Regions from separate parts of the Mus musculus genome. Here region 1 is linked to region 2. Evidence: chromatin contacts called from public HiChIP or PLAC-seq data. All regions are on one chromosome and are shown on one strand. Each heading gives the region's core, a stretch centred on a gene start, on an enhancer-like site or on the middle of the called end of the contact. The rest is flanking DNA. Distances are from core to core; before and after follow the strand shown. Region 1 overlaps Snx30 (sorting nexin family member 30). Region 2 has its middle 27 kb from the start of Inip.

The links. HiChIP or PLAC-seq counts read pairs in DNA pulled down with a chosen protein or histone mark.
Region 1: a CTCF HiChIP or PLAC-seq map of the NIH/3T3 cell line shows a contact between it and region 2, with 8 read pairs. The contact joins two enhancer-like sites. A contact is called at or near these places in 3 of 15 datasets of contacts at CTCF or cohesin (CD8 T cells, the NIH/3T3 cell line and pro-B cells), 7 of 484 Hi-C or Micro-C datasets (alveolar type 2 cells, bone marrow-derived macrophages, embryonic fibroblasts and 1 more), 5 of 115 datasets of contacts at active chromatin or transcription factors (embryonic stem cells, extraembryonic endoderm stem cells, microglia and 1 more) and 2 of 9 other capture datasets (adipose tissue and pancreatic islet).

What each region holds. Positions count from the first base shown.
Region 1 is chr4:59,868,535-59,871,969 of GRCm38.p6, reverse strand. All of the region lies in intron 3 of Snx30 (sorting nexin family member 30), which reads right to left. Among named protein-coding and RNA genes, the nearest start is that of Slc46a2, 45 kb to the left of the region's middle. Within about 2 kb of position 2,144, at least 49 of the 459 cell types and tissues checked have an H3K27ac peak or open chromatin away from gene starts, as enhancers often do. A contact at or near this core is called in the NIH/3T3 cell line, where this site is marked.
Region 2 is chr4:59,755,270-59,758,296 of GRCm38.p6, reverse strand. It overlaps a transcript of E130308A19Rik not described here. Among named protein-coding and RNA genes, the nearest start is that of Inip, 27 kb to the left of the region's middle. Within about 2 kb of position 1,511, at least 54 of the 459 cell types and tissues checked have an H3K27ac peak or open chromatin away from gene starts, as enhancers often do. A contact at or near this core is called in the NIH/3T3 cell line, where this site is marked.

The sequences.
Region 1 (3,435 bases), core at 895-3,394, 110 kb before region 2:
TTTGATTCCAGCATCCGTGTGCTGATTCACAACCATCTGTAACTGCAGTTCCTAGAGATCTATTCTTGTGAGCTCCTTGGACACCAAGCACACATATGGTACACATGCATATATGCAGGCAAAACACGCATAAAATAAGTCTAATAAAGAATTTAAAAATAAATTCTCTGTTAAAGGAGACAACAAAACCTAAACAATAATTATGCCGCACACTTACCTAGTTCTCCATTTTTGTTAAGGTTTAGTTCAGATTTCTTTAAAAAATATATTTTTATGTGTATGGGGGTTCTACCTACATGTATGTCTATGTTTCCTATGTGTGCCCAGTGACTGTGGATACCAGAGGATGCCGGATCCCTGGAACTGGAGTTATACTCAGCTGTGAGCCACCATGCACATGTTGAGAACCTGGGTCCTCTGCAAGAAGAGCAAGTGCTCTTAACCTCTGCGCTGATGAGACAGCCGCCTCTGTTTACAGGCGACACTCAGTTCTCAGGCAGAGGTCCCTTGTCTATCTTAAAATTCTTCACCCTATCTACGTTCCTACCAAGATTAGCTACCGGGTCTAGTGAGGACGCAGCTGCTGCTTAGATACTGAGAGGTGACTTCTAACAGTTTCTGTAGGATGATGTGTTCATTCCTCATTTGACTTCTCTATTTAAACAGAAATACTTCCCTGAATTAAATCTCTCTACTTCAGCTAAGGGTCAAGGTCTTGTGAAGAAACTTAAGTCTCTGCCTGCTTCTAAAGCACTTCCCTGCCCACCACACTGCCCAGCCACTGGAGACTACAGAAGACTATCTGGATCCTCCAGAGACACATACACTGCCTCGTGGGAGCTACAGACTGGTGGCACTACATTTTACCAGCAGGTGTCACTCTCGAGCTTTTGAGTCTCAAGTGCCAAACCAGAAAGAAAAGAAACAGAACAGCCAAGAGGGGAGCAGGGCTTGGGCAACAGTTTCCCTGCAAAGAGCAAAGAGAGAACAGAAACCCCTAAGTCATGTGACCTGGATTAACAGTTTACTGCGGTGGCTTTCTACTCCTAAACACCTTACTCCATCTTCATGGTCTAACCAAGAAAACCTTGAGACAAATGTCCACTGAACCTTGCTAGCAAACCCCAAAACTGTCAAAGGTTGTCAAAGACCAGGAAAACTTGAGAAACTGTTACAAGCAAAAACTGCCAAAGGGGTTATGTATGACCGATGTCCTGGTAGGGAGCCTGGAATGAAACACATCAGGCAAAATACTCACCTCGGAATAAAGTACCGAGTAAACAAAGCTTATCAAATGATGACGCCAGCTAGCCCATTAACTGGGACAAGCATTTCACATCTGTGCAGAATGTTAGCCATGAATGCAACTGGGTACTGAGTATGGGAAACCCTGTTCTCCTATTTTTACAATAACCCGAAAACTCTTCTGAAATAAAAAGCATATGTTTAAAAAAAATTACCACTAGCTGCCAATTTGGCCAAGTAGGATTCTATTTTAAGGTCTTGTTCCGACTGCTTTAAAATGGCTGCTTCTTTTTCAGGCACGTTCTTAAGTGACTGGAGGGCAGAAAAGTAAAGAAGCAGACTCAAAAGACCAGACAGGACTTAGGGTGGCAAAAGAGAAGTCTGGGGACAGCGGATTCCTGCGGGCCCCATTGCCTCCAGCCCTGTCCTGGCCACAGGGATCACCTTACCTCAAAACCCTACAAACATCCAGTATTCACTGCACACATAGCCATGGTGGGTGACAGAGGTGAGAAGGTGAAGATACGACTGGGAACTGGGCAGCCCCTGGGGTTAGTCAATCAAGGTCTTGTCAAAGGATAAATTGGCCTTTGAATAGTCATACGCTCTAAACTTTCCTAAAGTCTCCAAAGACAAGTAATAATTATCTTAACTTAAAGGCCTTGGAAAACTACCCAATGTATATTGATTATTAGGTCTTTAAAATTTTAGTTATCACCCATTTTAGAAGGGGGGGGCAGGGAGTTGTACGGGGTGGGTCCATTCACGTTGCTTCAGTACAGAGGAGTGAGTGGTTTTCTTGCTTGAGTTTTAAATAAAAAACTGTGGTTGTGAAGGGATGGTGTGCCAGATTCCTGTCCCCATTGGCCACAATCTGAAGCGTCGGCTTTGCCTTCTTGGTAGGCAGCCAAACCTCAAGAAGAATGTCTGCCAAGTGGGAAAAGCAGTTTTGGTCGGTGAGACTCACTTCCAAGCATCAATCTTTTTGCTTTTTGTTGTTGTTTGTTTTTCCAGACACTGTCTCGTACAGTAGCAGAGACTTGATGGAACTCATTATGTAGCCCAAGATGACCTTGAACTCACAGTAATACTCCTGCCTCTACCTCCTCAGTGCCAGAATTATAGATGTAAACCAGAATGCCCAGCTACCAAACTTCAGTCTTTTAAAGAGGTGGGGTATTGGGATATTTCCCTTTTCAAAAAAAATAAAGACAGACAGACAGAGACAGACAGAGACAGACAGTAATAATACAAGTGAAAATCAGAGCCAGGCACCATAGCTGTACACAGGGCTGAGGCAGGAGGATTGCCACAGGCTTGACGCTAACTTGGGTTAGATAGTGAGTTCTGGGCCAGCTTGAGAAATAAGATAATATCTTGTACTGGGAAAAAGAAACTTGAGCAGGGTGGTGTAATCCTGTAGTCCTAAATACTGAAGGAGCTAACGCTGCCTCCAAGTTCAAAGCTCTCCTAGGCTACAAAATGAGCTCAAGGCCAGCTTGAGTAGCTTAGTAAAACTCTGCCTCAAAGAGTAGGGGTCCAACTCGGTATAGAGCATATGAAGAGCAAGTATGAGTGCCCTGGTTTAACCCTCAGTACCACATAAGAGAGAGACAGACAGAGACAGAGGACAGATGGAGAGACAGAGACAGGGAGCGGGGAGATGGCTCAGGTAGTAAAAGATCTAACTGAAAAGCTCCATAGGCCAAGTTCAGTCTCTGGAACCCATGTGAGAAACTGTGTGCAGTGGTGCACATCTGCAACCCCAGCACTCCTGCAACTGAGATGGGAGGCAGAGGCAGGAGACTCACCACACGCACGCACCAGCAGCCGGGACTACAGGGAGCAGCAGAAATAAGAGAAACCATGCAACCAGGTGGAAAGCAAGAGCCAACTCCTGAAGTTGCACTCTGACTTCAAATGTGTGTTATGACATGCATGTGTGTGCAGAAACACACACAGACATATACACATGCACAAACATACACACACACATACATAAATAGTGTTTTGTATTTTTTTTCTTTTTTAAAGAAAGGAGGATGGGGGGATGGTATGGGGGACTTTTGGGATAGCATTGGAAATGTAATTGAGGAAAATACGTAATAAAAAATATTAAAAATTTTAAAAAAAAAGAAAGAAAGGAGGATGGGAGGAAAGAAAAAAGTAAAAATCCAGCCCACCTTACCT
Region 2 (3,027 bases), core at 262-2,761:
ACCCAAGCTTATGTAGCCAAGGATGACAAACACCTGATCCTCCTGCCTCCCGCTCCCAACTGCTGGGGTCACAAGTGTGTGCCACTACGTCTAGCTAAGACTTCTAAAACAACCTTTTTCTAAGTTAAATGGACTTCAGTGAGCCTAAAGGAGGCAGGATTTGTTTTCCTAATTAATTGAGCGTGGGATTTGGAATCAGGAAGTGATGTTGGTTTACTTTATCCAGCTTACTAGCTCTGTAGGAATTTGGGAAGTTAAAGCAACTTATCTGAGTCTTGGTTGCTTAACAACTACCTGGGAATAATTAGACACACTCTGCAGAGCCATTGTGAAGGTTAAGGGAACTAGGCAGCCCAGGGGTGTCCTTCCCAGTGCTGACCGGTCAGACTTGGGTCTTCATTTGAAAAGTGGGTGGATGCAGTAGTAAGTCGCTCGCTCTATCAGCCTCATTCGATGAGGCTTCGGAGCTATTTTCCCTTTCAGTGGAGAGGAGGAAGCTATGTAGTCAGTATGAGTATTGATGGGGTTACTATGTGCTTACCAACAAATTAGACACTCTTTCTTTGGGGGGTGGGGTGCTCTTAAGCATTTCCATTGCTGCAGTAGCTGAGTCATGAGAAACTTGGGTTAAATGCAGCATGACTGTAATGAGCAACTTGAGGAAAATCTCCAGGACGGTAGGCACAGAGCCAGACATGCTCAGACTACCGTGGGCAACAGTCAAAACGTGGCTTAAGGATATTTCTCATTGGCCTTCTCCTGGCCTCTCAGAGAGGAGGGGTATCTAGTTCCCACCAGTCGGCTTTTCTTTATGTTTTACTTATTTATTTGAGACAAGCACTTGCTGTGTAGCTCGGGCTAGCCTTGAACTTGCAATCCCCCAACTCAGATCCCAAGAGCTGAGGTTCCAGGTGTGCACAACCACAGTTAGTTTAAATGGACTCGCTTATATAGACAAACACAAGGGACATCTTAGGAACAAGGCTGAAGCAATACAATGTTTTTCTTTTGACAAAGAATTCAATTTTTGTTGTGAAGAAGTGAAATTTCTTAAACTGGACACAAAATTGAAATTTTTACTGTGTTCTGTTCACAGCTGTCTGTGAGCAGCACCACAACAGGCTCAGCCTTAGCTTAGACTACAGCAGAGCTTGTCTAGGGCAAATCAGCCAACTTCCTTGAGGTCTTACTAGTTTGCATTTTCCATACATAAAGTAAGCTCGCCCTCACCCCCCTTAAAGAGTAATCAGTGTCTCATAAAAGATGGATACTTGAAAGGATGAGATATAACCATTTTGTTCATTTGAGTGGTAACAATATGGCCACCTTTAGCTTCAACCGACAAAATTAGCAATGTTGTCTAGAGATAACAAATTAACTTTAGAAACTGGAAACCTGGAAATTAGAAAAAAAAAAAAAAGATCTCTCAAGAAGGCATGGTAGCATACTGAGAAATTCTAGACTAGCAGTGTGACTCGTGAACCCTGGAGATGAGCCAGCCGAGAGATAGATACCATAGCAGAGCTGAGGGTGGTGCCAGCAGAAGCTGGCTGCCAAGTGAGCCGTGAATCATCGCCCAGGATCTGTCAGGACATTTCAGTTTCCACATAAATACTATCTTGTTCAGATCTTAATGGTGTGTCTCTGAACATGCCGAAATGCTTTACGCTTTTAATAAGATGAATTAATGCAAAAGGTAATAGAATTTCACATTTTTTTCCCAAACGCCATTTATGGGTCTCAGCTGACAAAGTAGAACAGAATCCAAGGAATGGGGACCATGTCACTTGACCAAAGAGAACATTTCTTTCACAGCTTTGGTTAGATACAGCATCTGTTTTAAAACACAGAAAACAATGGAAAAACTGTGGCCTCTGAAGACCCCTCTGGTCTTCCTTCTCTTGTTTTTGCTTGTGTGAGGTATCAGGCTTGGTTGTGCTGGAGGTAGAATTCACAGGCATGGGTGTGCTCACTGGACCACATTATCAGGTTTGGTTTCCTCTTCAAGTTTACAATGTAAGGAACAGAATCTCAGCAATGGAGGAAATAAGTGAAGCATGTTACTGACATTTTTAATTAGAAAGAAAGAAAACTCATTGCATGCCTAAGATACAGCTGAATGCCAACCTCTTCGTGTCCAGTGGGATCTCCTGCTGATAACCTATTACCTGGCAAACCATTCCCCGGAGAGAGGCCTGGGGCAATAGGGAGGTAGCACCTACAACTGCAATTTATTTATCGTTTATGTGTGTGGGTGTTTTACCTGCATGTATGTTTGTCCTCTATGTTTGTGCCTAGTGCCTGTAGGGGCCAAAAGGGGGTGTCAGATGCAGACTGTGGACTGCCACGTGGGTGTTTAGAGTGGAACCCAAGTCCTCTGAAGAATAGCTCTAGTCCTCTAATTAATGAATGTTAAGTGTTTGGGGGACAGAGTCTCATTCGGTAGCCCAAGATGACTTAAAACTCACTGGGTAGCCTAGGTTGGCCCTCAACTCATAGTAAACCTCCTGCCTCAGTTTCCTGAATGCTGAGACTGCAGGTGTGTGCCACTCTGCCTACCTCCCCTCCTGTTAGAGCAGTACAAAAGGTGTTGAGGAATGATCTCACCCAAGATCTAAGGGTCCTCTCAGAACACAGATGCAGGGCTCAGAGGCAACTTGCATCTAGGTTAACTAGGGAAAGAATGTTTTAGTGCTGGGAATGGACCCCAAGCTCTTGCACCTTCGGCGAGGCAAGCATTCTGCCATTGAGCCGCTGCCCCAGCTCAAACGTAAAGCTCTTGATAACCATGCCAGCTGTGGAGCACAGAAACCCAAAGGTGAGTGGAGACCAGCTGGAGCTTGCTGCATCCCTTCTGTGGCACCGGCACAGAGCTGACTGGAAAGTCAGAATAACTCAGCCACAAGCTCTCTGGCCTCCACAGCATGGCGTCCCAGGCACACAGTTACCTCGCCTTGCCAGTGGGCTCCCCCAGCTGCGCCACACACGCACACATCTGCATAGGTAGCAAAGTTGCACATGGCCATA